2 separate regions of the Rattus norvegicus genome follow, and region 1 is linked to region 2. Evidence: chromatin contacts called from public Hi-C data. All regions are on one chromosome and are shown on one strand. The core of a region is the stretch at or near the end of the contact, and the rest is flanking DNA. Distances in the headings are between cores, read along the strand shown.

Region 1 (5,627 bases), core at 1,849-4,348, 60 kb before region 2:
CCCACCTTAGTCTGAGACGCTGGGTTTCCAAAAAACAAACAAACAAACAAACAAACAAACAAGAAAACGATGCTGGATCGTTTGTCAGGGTAAGCTTTTTCCTTCTTGACTTTGCTAGGCTAAAGCAAGAGTGCACGCGAAGGGGCACCTCCTCCAGCGGTCCTTTGTGGGGACATGAGGGAATGATGTGGTAAATAGAGTCTTGATTTTGTCTATTAATCAATGGCCTGTGTCTTACCATGACCCTGGGAACTGGAGTCTGATGTGAAGGGACAGCGAAAGCTGGCACCGGAACTGCCATCGGGCCAGCTAGTTGGTCGTGGGGGTGGGGTATAGCCTCAGATGGAATCCTTGTGAGGAGTGGAAGACTGGGATAGACTAAGAGGGAAACAACGGTAGCCTTGGAGTCCCAAATTAAAAATAAAGGAACCACAAAATACTGAGCTGTAGACCAGAGATTTGGTGTGGTAGGGATGTCACTGTAGTGGCCATGACTTTACCAGATCAAGTCTGGATGTGGCAGGGAGAGGAGAGGATTGTGACCAGCGTGGCTCACAGCCACACTCAAAATAAAGGTAGCTCTTTGATGGGAGAAGAGGCAAGCAAAGAACAGCATGTAAGAACCCCACCACCACCACCAGATGTGTGCACAATGTTCTAAGGCACAGAGCAATGGCCTCCAGACATAATGGGAAGGGGGGATGGAGACTGAGGAGCCACCCCCAGGAAACTGCATGGACGCTGTTCAGGCAGGTGACAGCTTCAGAGTAGGAGATGGCAGGGGACACTGAGGGTTTCTGACAGAGGGGCTTCTGTTTTCCAGGATTGGAGGGAGTTGGGCAATAAGAGATGTCAGTGGGTATGAGGACAGGATGAACAGACAAGGGCCGGAGGCTGGACGCTCCCTCTGAGTATCACATGGACCAGCAGGGAGAGGTGGCTCTCCATGGCACCCTAGTTACCAGCTTCTGTAGGGAAGGATCTATCTCCTATTCGGAATCCTGCCCCATGACAGGTCTTTAGAGCTAGTCACAACTCTGACTGCATGCCAAGGAGCCCCCTTGTGCGGAACACTTCCGGAAGCTTTGAGTGCTATAAAGACCCACTGCTTGGCGCGTGTGGGTCCCGTCAGAGGGGGCCATTTTTATCACAATAGAAGCACAAGTAGGTTTCGACAGTAATTGCTTTCCTAACCCTCAAAGAAGAATGCATTGCAAACCCACCACGATTAACTGCGGTGGTCACATTCCTTTTTTATTTAAAGCTGTTTAGAAATATTAGCAACGGACTCGGTTTCCAGGTTGTTGTGGTGTTGGGTTTTTCTGTTGTAAGTGCCTAAGGAGGGAGGAATGGAAAGATGTTTGCGTTTTCCGCTCAGCAGCCAACCGAAGCTCAAATAATAACCTCACTGTGTAACCTGGGACTTAGTATCCTCAAACATTTATAATTCCGCAGGGATAGCCCTAGAACCGCTCAGACTACTCACAGCTGGGTATTATCTGCACCCAATGTTCACAACCTTAGAACTGATTCTTAGAGTTCCAGTGCCCCTCTGTCACTTAGGCTGTGGGTACATGGGACTCGTGGCAAATGAGATAGGGTGGAGGGCTCTTGCTGGCACATCACAGCTTCTTCCCCTGCTGGATGTAAGTTCTCTTATGTTTTCCCCGGGTGTGGAGTGTGTCCAGTCCCACCAGTCCAGAGGCAGGGAGAACCAGTGTGGGTTATGAGCACACACATGGGGAACTGAGTTCAGTCCTCTAGAACTCATAGTCCACATAAAAAGCAAGTCCTCACTGGGGACATAGAACCAGGAGGATCCCTGGGACCTGCTGGCCAGGTAGTCTAGCTGAATGGTTCAGCTCTAGATTCAGTGAGACACCTGCCTCAAAAAGTAAGGTAGAAACAAAAATAGGAGGTGGGAAACAATTGAACAGACATACAAATGCTACACACAGCACCCCCCCCCACCCCAGACCACACAGACCACACACACAAACACCACACACAGACCACACCATACACACACATACACAAACACATACACACACAAACACCACACAGACCACACACATACAGAGACCACACATATATACACAGACCACACCCCCCCACAAATGCCACACACAGATCACACACCACCCACACACACACACATACACATATACACTCACACACACTGCACACAGACATATACATAGACACTCAGACCACACATAGCCCCCCAACAGACACACACATACACAGATCACACCACACACACATACACACAGAGACACACACAGACACACAGACACATACATACAGAGCACACACACATATAGAGCCCCCCTGCCCCCATACACGCATACACACAGAATGTCACCAGGTTTGTCCTATGAAGTCTCAGATGTTTCCCCAAAGGATTCAGGGGTCAGATAGTCATGTGAGGTGCTGTTCTCTTTGCCTCTACATGCCTTTAAGAAGCAAAATGCACACTTTCTGTTCTCTCTCTCTCTCTCTCTCTCTCTCTCTCTCTCTCTCTCTCTCTCTCTCCTGGTCTCTCTGGCTGTTCTCTCAGCTGTGTGCATATTTCGAGAAGAATATCAAGAATGATTTTCCCTGCATAATTACCCGCCTCCTCCCCTGCCCACCTCCACACATCTTTCAAAGCGGCAGCTTCTCTGATTTCTATAGTGGACTCCACTATGCAGTTAGCAGGCAGGTGAATTAATTAAGGGAGCCTCCAGCTATGAGAACTCTGCTCAGCTTCCCTTTCTCCAGCTCTGCTTCCTCTCTGTCCACTTAGAAATTGTCACCCCAGGCCACCTCCTACTGCCGCTGAGCTGGAGGTGCACGGTCAATTCTCTAGATAGGGCACGGCCATCTCTCTGCCTGCTGCTCTGTCCTGAGGATTCAGGTTGCCTTGGTCTCAGAGCAGAAGCCGTAAGAATTCCACTTTAGTGAGATCATTCAGCATTTTCTTCCACAAGAACTCACAGGAAAACACCCAAAAGGAGAACAAACAACAGAATGGATTGACTCATGTAATCGAAGAGTCCAGAGGGAGTAGAGGGTCCCTGCCAAGGTTCAGGCAGGACAAGCTTCAGTGCTCTGGAATTTTTCCTGGCTGCCTGCCTCTGGCAATGAGCTTCCTATTGAGCCTTGGACATGTTCAATACAGCATAGGCTTAAAGTGTTCTGGACCCAGCCTCACACTCTGGCCATCAGAAGATGCAGCAGGCCTTACCCTAGGTGTTCTTAGGATCCAGGGAAACCATCAAAAGTCCCTTCTGGTTTGGTTAGGACTGATTTGTCCCTTACCTGATCATTGTGGTGAGACCTGCTTATGATCAGTCAATCAAGGGCTTTTCCGAATGTGGGGAAGACTGGGAAGGAGGAGGGGAGGGTGGATACTCACACAATAGGCAGAAGGCTATAACGAGAGAAGCAAAAGTTGATGTCCAACTACCACAACAGTGACTGTCCATTCCTGTAGGAACCTGGATTCCCTTCTTCTCATGGTCCCAGAAGCTAAGCTCCATCTCTTTCTCTGGGCTCACCTGCCTGGTGCATTTGCCCTTAGCGTTCTGAGCATGGACAGCCACCTGTGTGTCCTCCAGTATGAGCAAAAAGAAAGAATTATGGGTGGGGATACAGGAGAGTCAAGTTGGCCACAGGTGGCTGTGGGGCTCTGGAGAATCAACAGACAGATGGTGCTGGGATCAACGGAGTCAGCTGGATGAAGGGAACTAGGACCTGGAGGGGCATACATCCTCTTCCACAGACTTCCCTTCTGAGGTCATCAGAGAAAGGAAGAGCATTTACCACTAGAACCATGGATGCTTGTCACGTCAGTGACTTTAAGGACAATTGAATGAAATTCTGGGAGCATTAATGAGACAGAATGGGTACCTCAGAGTCCACAGTTGGACAAAGCACAGCCAGTCCCCAAGCACACTTATTAGATTTATGTCACAACTGCAAGAATAAAAACAATGGCAGCCCACCACGAGAGGTGGGAGCACAGCCGGCTCGATGGCTCAGTGGATAAAGATTCTTGCTGCCAAGCCTCAGGACGGGAGTTTGAGCCCCAGGACCCACATGGGAAAGGGGAGAACTGATTCCTGCAAGTTGTCCTCTGACCTACACACGTGTGCCATGGCCCATGTGTATGAACACATACAAAGAGAAACAAAAATAAAATTAATAATAATAGAATAGAGTAAGAGATACCCCCCGCTGCCCTCTTAGCATCTCTGATAACCTCTCTGCAGCCAGAACAAACCCTGAGGTGCTTTCAGAGCTGTGAGGGACGCCAGCCAGTGTTCTTTTACAAATGATTTGTGACAAACCCATGCAAATGTGCATGCTTCCCCCTTAGATGAGAAGACTTAGAGGAAAGAGTCCCTCCCACGTTTTCCTTGTGAAGAAGCTGGCAGCTTGGACACAATGTTCTTTTTCCTTGAGGACTCCTTTTAGTAAGAGGAATATATATATATTTTTTCATCTTTACTAGAAGAAAAAAGTCTGCTGTTCTAATTTTTGAAAGCTGGTATACCATCCAGTTTTAATCAGTATGCTTAGCTCCAGGGGCAGAGACTGCTGCCACATCTGGCCAGGCTTAGCATGCTGTTCGAGCTACTTATCCAGCAATGCCTAACACTATGCTGGGGACTCAACACTGTGGCACACACACTTGCCAGATGCTTCGGAATTCTTTCACAAATTATTTGCCTCTGTCTTGGTAACCCAAGGTGATGACTGAACTGAATGCTCTATCAGTGGGCGCTCTGGCTACCCTTGAGGCCCCTTCCAGAGGAATTCTCTCATTTTAGAGAGAATGATGAGTCATGAAGATGTTCACTGACAGACAGATGTCAGGGCTTCTGGACATCACCGTCCCAGGCTAGGCATTGTGATGCTTGTTATTTCAGCACAAAGGAGGCTGAGGCAGGAGGATCACAAGTTAAAGGCCAGGTCAGGTCTATAGGAAGATATGTGTGTGTGTGTGTGTGTGTGTGTGTGTGTGTGTGTGTGGTGTGTGTGTGTGTGAGAGAGAGGGGGGAGGGAAGGAGGGAGGGGAGGAGAGAGAGAGAGAGAGAGAGAGAGAATGATCACACTGTGGAAGATTCTATTTACTCTCCCAACCAACAGGACCCTTCTTGGCATGACCTGGAGAACTTCTGTCCCCATGCTGGAACCAGCCAATATCTTAACATAGGGTAAAAGTATCCTGGCTTGGACACTGAATGCTAAATCAGGAAGAGGTTACCACCCTTTCTCTACAGCTCTGGATATAGAGACCTCTCAAACTTCTCCAGAGAGAAAGTCATCTTTTTCTTTCCAAGGTTAGTCATTCTGTTGCCTTGGTTAACCAGTCCCAAGACAGTTGGAACCTAAGGAAAGCATTCAGGGGCGCCTGCCCTGTAGTGGTGAGTATCTGAGATAACATCTGGGTTCATAAGTAATTGAGGGGTCCACATTCAAAAGTCTGGAGTGCTCTACCATGGGCATCCCTTGCTCTGTTCTGTCTGTCAATGGCTGCTGGCAGTTAGACGGAGTGTGGCAAAGGCCAGTGAAGCGCTGGGAACTACAGGACAGAGAAGTGCCACGTAGAGCATCCCCACATGCCATTCTGACTACAG
Region 2 (5,168 bases), core at 2,432-4,931:
CCTGCATGTGTGTCTGTCTGAGAATGTCAGATCCCCTGGAACTGGGGTTACAGAGAGTTATAAGCTGCCGTGGGTTGGGAATTGAACCCTGGTTCTCTAGAAGAGCAGCCAAAGGTTTTAATGGCTGAACCATCTCTTCACTACTCCTCCCTTTCTTTTTAATTCTTCTGGGTTTTCTGGACAGATTTTCTTTGTGTAGCCTTGGCTGTCCTTAAACTATCTCTATAGACCAGGCTGGTCTGAATCTGTCTGTGTACTAGGACTAAAGTCATGTGCTAGGACTAAAGTCATGTGCCACCATTGCCTGTCTCTTTTTTTTATTTTTAAAGACTTACAAAAATAGTTCTATTTACTTAGTTATGTGTAGGATTGTTTTGCCTGCATGTGTGACTGTGTACTGCATGCTTACCTGGTGCCCACGGAGGCCAGGAGAGGATGTTGGACTCCCTGGAATTCAGACAGTTTTGAGATACCAGGTTGGTACTGTGGTACTGGGTCCTCTGCAGGAGCAACAAGTGTTCTTAACCATTGAGCAATGCCTCTAGTCCCCTCTGCTTCCCTCTTTAAGGAGGGGACTAGCATGACATTCTTCTGGAATCTTCTACAACTCCAGCTTCTAGGCACCTAGAATTCCATTTCTTTGGGGTTCTATACCCTAAAATTGTCCCTAAAATGAGAAAGGAGATCTATCGACCATTTTTTTTCATGCACTGGGCACTTTTAACTTGTCCAGGTCATCCTCTTCGCTCCGAAATATCATCACCTCCCCTTCTCTGGTGAGAACATTGAGATGCAAGGGCTTAAATAACCTGAGGAAGTCATGCAAGTGCAAAGAGAGGGGAGGGAGTCAAACCCTAATTGCCCTGGGTATCATCACTCCCCGTTTCTTCAGTCAAACTGACATCTGACAGCACAAGAAAAAAAACATCTAAAAGTAGAACAACATTTGTTGAGTCTTAATGTATGTGAAATACTTTACATAAGGCAACTTTATCTATTCCTTGCAACATTTTCAAATAAGCAAACTATAAATTCCAGAAGGTAGTTTCTGTAAGGTCATCCAGCCAGTAAATGGGTTTGAATTTCCCCACCTGTACCCTTACTAGCTTCTTCCTAACACCAGTAAACAGCATTGTATAGCTGAAGAAACAGGTCCAGCCCAGGGTCACACACCTAATCAGAGACAAAATCAGGATTAGGACTTGGCTTCCTGACTCCTGCAGATTCTATTTAAACACCCCTAGGGGTTCTGGGAGAATCCAGGAACCTTAACTTTTTCCTATTTAGTACCACTTCCTGAAAATTAGCATAACTTTTGGGGGAGGGGCAATACTGGAGTTAGACAAAGGGCCTTGTACATGGAAGGTAGATGCTCGGTCATTAGTCTAATTTCCTATCCTACACTACTTTTGAAGGGCTCAACTGATATCCAAGGGTTTCACCTCTCGCTCCAGGTGCCTTCTTTGATGGCCTTCTGTTGATTTCTACTATATGGCATAGTCCTATTCTCCTAACAGCCTTTGACTCTCTGTGTCCATAGACTTGGAAACTGAGTTTCAACACATCCCGTTTCCCTGTGCTCCTTGCAGTTGTCTCATCCTTAGTAATGAGGCCGTGTCTATTAAGTCAGCTCCAGTGGCCCTCCTTCATGATTTAGTCAAGATCAAAGCCCCTCTGCGATGCTTATTAGAGGTTCTGTTAGGGAAGAATTTAACATTTTATTCATTCTTTTGCCCTAGCCTTTGTTCTGCATGGGGATAGCAGGCTTCCTTTTTTCAGGTTCTGTTTGGAGTAGTAGTCTTTCCAGTTACTTCCTTTCCCACTGTGATTTAACTACACATATTATGACATTCTTTCCAGGGGTTGGGGATTTAGCTCAGTGGTAGAGTGCTTGCCTAGGAAGCACAAGGCCCTGGGTTCGGTCCCCAGCTCCGGAAAAAAAAAAGAACCAAAAAAAAAAAAAAAGACATTCTTTCCAATGGTTTTGTTGTATACACCCTAAACTTCTGTGATGACAAACAAAGTATGGATGGAATTAATGAGACATCTAATCAGTATCAGAATCTTTACTGGCGATTCAGGAGGGAAAAATGCTACCTAGCAAGGCAGGAAATCACCGTGGAGTCCTATGATGCTGAGCAGAGGGTTTAAAGGACAGCCAGCATCTTATTTCATGACTGACAGGTGAGAGAAGATCTTCCCAGAAAGGGAGTGGGAGGTAGGCATTTAGACATAGAAAGTAGGGCCAACAGTTAAAATAGAGGAACATGAAGGACTGATGACATTTAGTGGGGGAATTGACAGGAATAGCAGGCACAAATATATTTCTCTAGAACTACAGGAGTAGAAAGACCCTGAGGACATTCAGGCAAAATCCCAACCAATCCTAAAAGTATGAATAGCATTTAAACATTTTTTTTTCAACCAGTAGCATCCTTCTAGTGAATATCTCTAGGAGTGAGAAACACCTTAGAAAATAAAGATTTTTGAAGGGGTATGCTGAAATTAGATAAACTGCTGTTCATTTTCAATCTATAGGTAAATCTCAACATTTGTTGGGTGCCTCCTGTATGTCAGATGTTGTAGACACGAAACTGTAAATATGAATAATACAGGACTTGCCTCTGCCTTATGAGTTTACAGTTTCATGAGGAAGATGGGTGTGTAAACATGCAAATAAAATAGGGGAAGTACAGGCTGACAAACACAGAAAGAGATGTCAAGGAAGTCTTCACACATCAAGGCAACATTTAAACTGGGGCTTTAAGGATGTTGAGTTGGAAGGCAAGATGGAGGGGATCAGAAGAAGACAGAAAATCAGTACTCAAGGCTTTCCAGTTTCCAAAGTTCAGAACGATGCGAAAGAGAGTGGAGTCCAATTCTCAAGAGACTTTCCAGCTTTGCTGTGAAACGTGGATTTGATTCCAGAGGCCCCAGGAAGCCCGTGAAGGGTTTTAAGCAGAAGCAGCTCACTCTACCAGAAAGTAGTGAAGGAGAGGCTGCAAGAATGTGGGGACAAAAAGGAAAGGTCCTGTAGCTCAAGGAATGTGGCCAAAAGTAAAAAATCTTCAGTGTCAGGATTAAGGCAAAAAATAAAAGTTCAGAATGAGGTGTGAAGGTCTCCTCCTGTATCCTTCTTTATCTCTGGTGGACAAGAACCAAAGCAGATCGCTCTCGGTTGGTTCCACCGAGTGCTGCAATGAGGCCGTCTCGTTACTTCTCTTCCTAGACAGGGAAACTGAGGCCCAGGATCCTCGGGTAGAAACAGAGAAAAAGATAACCGAACCCGTCTTCCAAGACGCTGACCACAGATCACTTGTGATCTTCTGAGGGTCCCAGGGCCCGCCCCACTTCCCCGTCCCCCATCCCCCAAGGGGCCGAGTTTGCTAAGGAAACAGTCCTCCCACCCTCCTCCGCGCCTAGTGCTCCTCAACGCACTCTGGGAAATGTAGTCTATTTGCTTGTCAGCCCGCAGCACTAACCCACTCCACAACCCTAAGAGACTACATGTTCCATCAGGCAGAGCAAACACTCGGGCGGTCTCTGGGGACGAGGTCCCAACGGAGGGACCGGAACCTCCCAATGGGCAACCTTCTGGGCGGATCCTGCGTCTCCATTGGCTAGGGCAGCTCGCGGGAGGCGGGGTCAGCGGAATGAGGCGCGGAGCTGTTCGCCGCTCCAGGTGCTGAGTCCGAGGGAGGCTCCGGATGCCAGAGCCGCGGCTGCTGCAACCCTCGCCGCTGTGAGAGAAGCCTCTGGGAAGCCCCGGTCGCTAGGAGCTGGGAGGCGCCGCGTGCGCTGCCCCGCGCCGAGCGCCCTCGTGAGCACCGTCTGAGGTGGGTGCTATAGGACTCGCTTTTGTTTTATTGAGGAAAGGGGGGCCTGGGGAGTTGATGGGACGTGTCCTCGCCGCACTTAACACCATCTGTCCGTGGAGCTTGAGGACTGACTGCGGGCCTCTTCGTGGCCCAGTGCCTGAGGTCGGAGCAACCTCGGCTGGGTTTTGTCGTATGGTGAAAGTGTGTAAGGTACGAGGGCTGGAAGACCCTCTCCAGTCTCTCCTGGGAGAGCATGGAAAAGGCTTGGAGTCTCCTTTTCCCTGCGCCTAAAGTCGAGGCTGCTTGGGTTGTTGAAGATGGAGAGACTGTTCTGGGATAGACGGACCCTTCCTTACAACATCTTCCTTACAACACCCCAGAGGCTGCAAACAGGGATTGGGATGTGATTGATGAGACTCCTCCCCTCCTTTTAGACTCTCCTAGGTTTCCAGTTGTTAGGGAGACCCTTCCCTTTGCTCTCCTTTGCATCCTAGGAAATAGATAAACCCAGGCGCTCCCCTTACCACTTGCTCACAGTTGGGTTCTTTGTGGGATATTTGTTTTTGAGGAATGGAGAAAGTGAGGGGCTGGAGGACTCCTCCCCACCCTGCTCCAAGCACTGATGGATGCTCGGGTCTTCTGTGATGGAGCCGCACCTAAGGTCTGAATAGCCTGGGTGTGGGAGGTGGGAAGAAGTGAGAGTCTGAGGTACCCCTCCCTACCTGGGTCTTATTTCCCAGGCCCTCTCCATCTAGATCCAGGTCCCAGGCAGTACAGAGTGGAGATCATCTCTCTTGCCCCGCCACACCCCGGGAATTAGAGCTCCAGCACCGCGGCTAAGAGTCTAGATGGGCACCTGAGGGAAAGGACCGAGTGGTCTCCCTCTCCGCAACCCGCAGCTCCAGGCGACGTCCTCCGCGTTCGCGGATCCTGGAGGGATGCTCCGCTGCATGCCGAGCGCGCTCCAGATCTGGACGCCGGGATCTGGTACCCGGCGTGCAGCGGCTGCTCTCAGGTGCCCGGCTTTCGCGCTCTGCCCAGGCATCCACGGGAGGACAAAGCGGCGGTCGTGGCACTGGCAGGCGTGCAGGGCTGGACTGCGCGAGGGGCGCGGCTGAGGAAGGGGGGCTTCGGGCGCGGCACGGGTAGCTTCCACGAAAACGTGCTAGGAGAGGAGAGGAGAGAGACAAAGCGTGCTCGCTCCTCGCGGGCCCGCGCGAGCCGGGATGGAAAATCCCGAGGGAGGAGGTGGTTGTGCTGTGCTGGGTTCTGTTCCATACACTAGTCTCCGTCCCCACCCTCCAATCCCACTGCCAGTCTTGCCCCAAGAATGTGATCGATGGTTATTAG

The links. A called contact is a pair of places that touch in the nucleus more often than the background predicts.
Region 1: a contact with region 2 is called in a Hi-C map of liver, with 5 times the contacts expected there. The contact joins the enhancer-like site here to the promoter of Smpd3 in region 2. A contact is called at or near these places in 10 of 12 Hi-C or Micro-C datasets (the A7r5 cell line, the Rat2 cell line, Schwann cells and 5 more).

Annotation. Positions count from the first base shown.
Region 1 is chr19:51,213,167-51,218,793 of GRCr8, reverse strand. No RefSeq gene overlaps it. Among named protein-coding and RNA genes, the nearest start is that of Zfp90, 16 kb to the left of the region's middle. Within about 2 kb of position 3,098, at least 11 of the 93 cell types and tissues checked have an H3K27ac peak or open chromatin away from gene starts, as enhancers often do. A contact at or near this core is called in hepatocytes and liver, where this site is marked.
Region 2 is chr19:51,154,123-51,159,290 of GRCr8, reverse strand. Smpd3 (sphingomyelin phosphodiesterase 3) reads left to right here and starts at 3,681. Exons shown (of 8, transcript NM_053605.2): 1 at 3,681-3,836.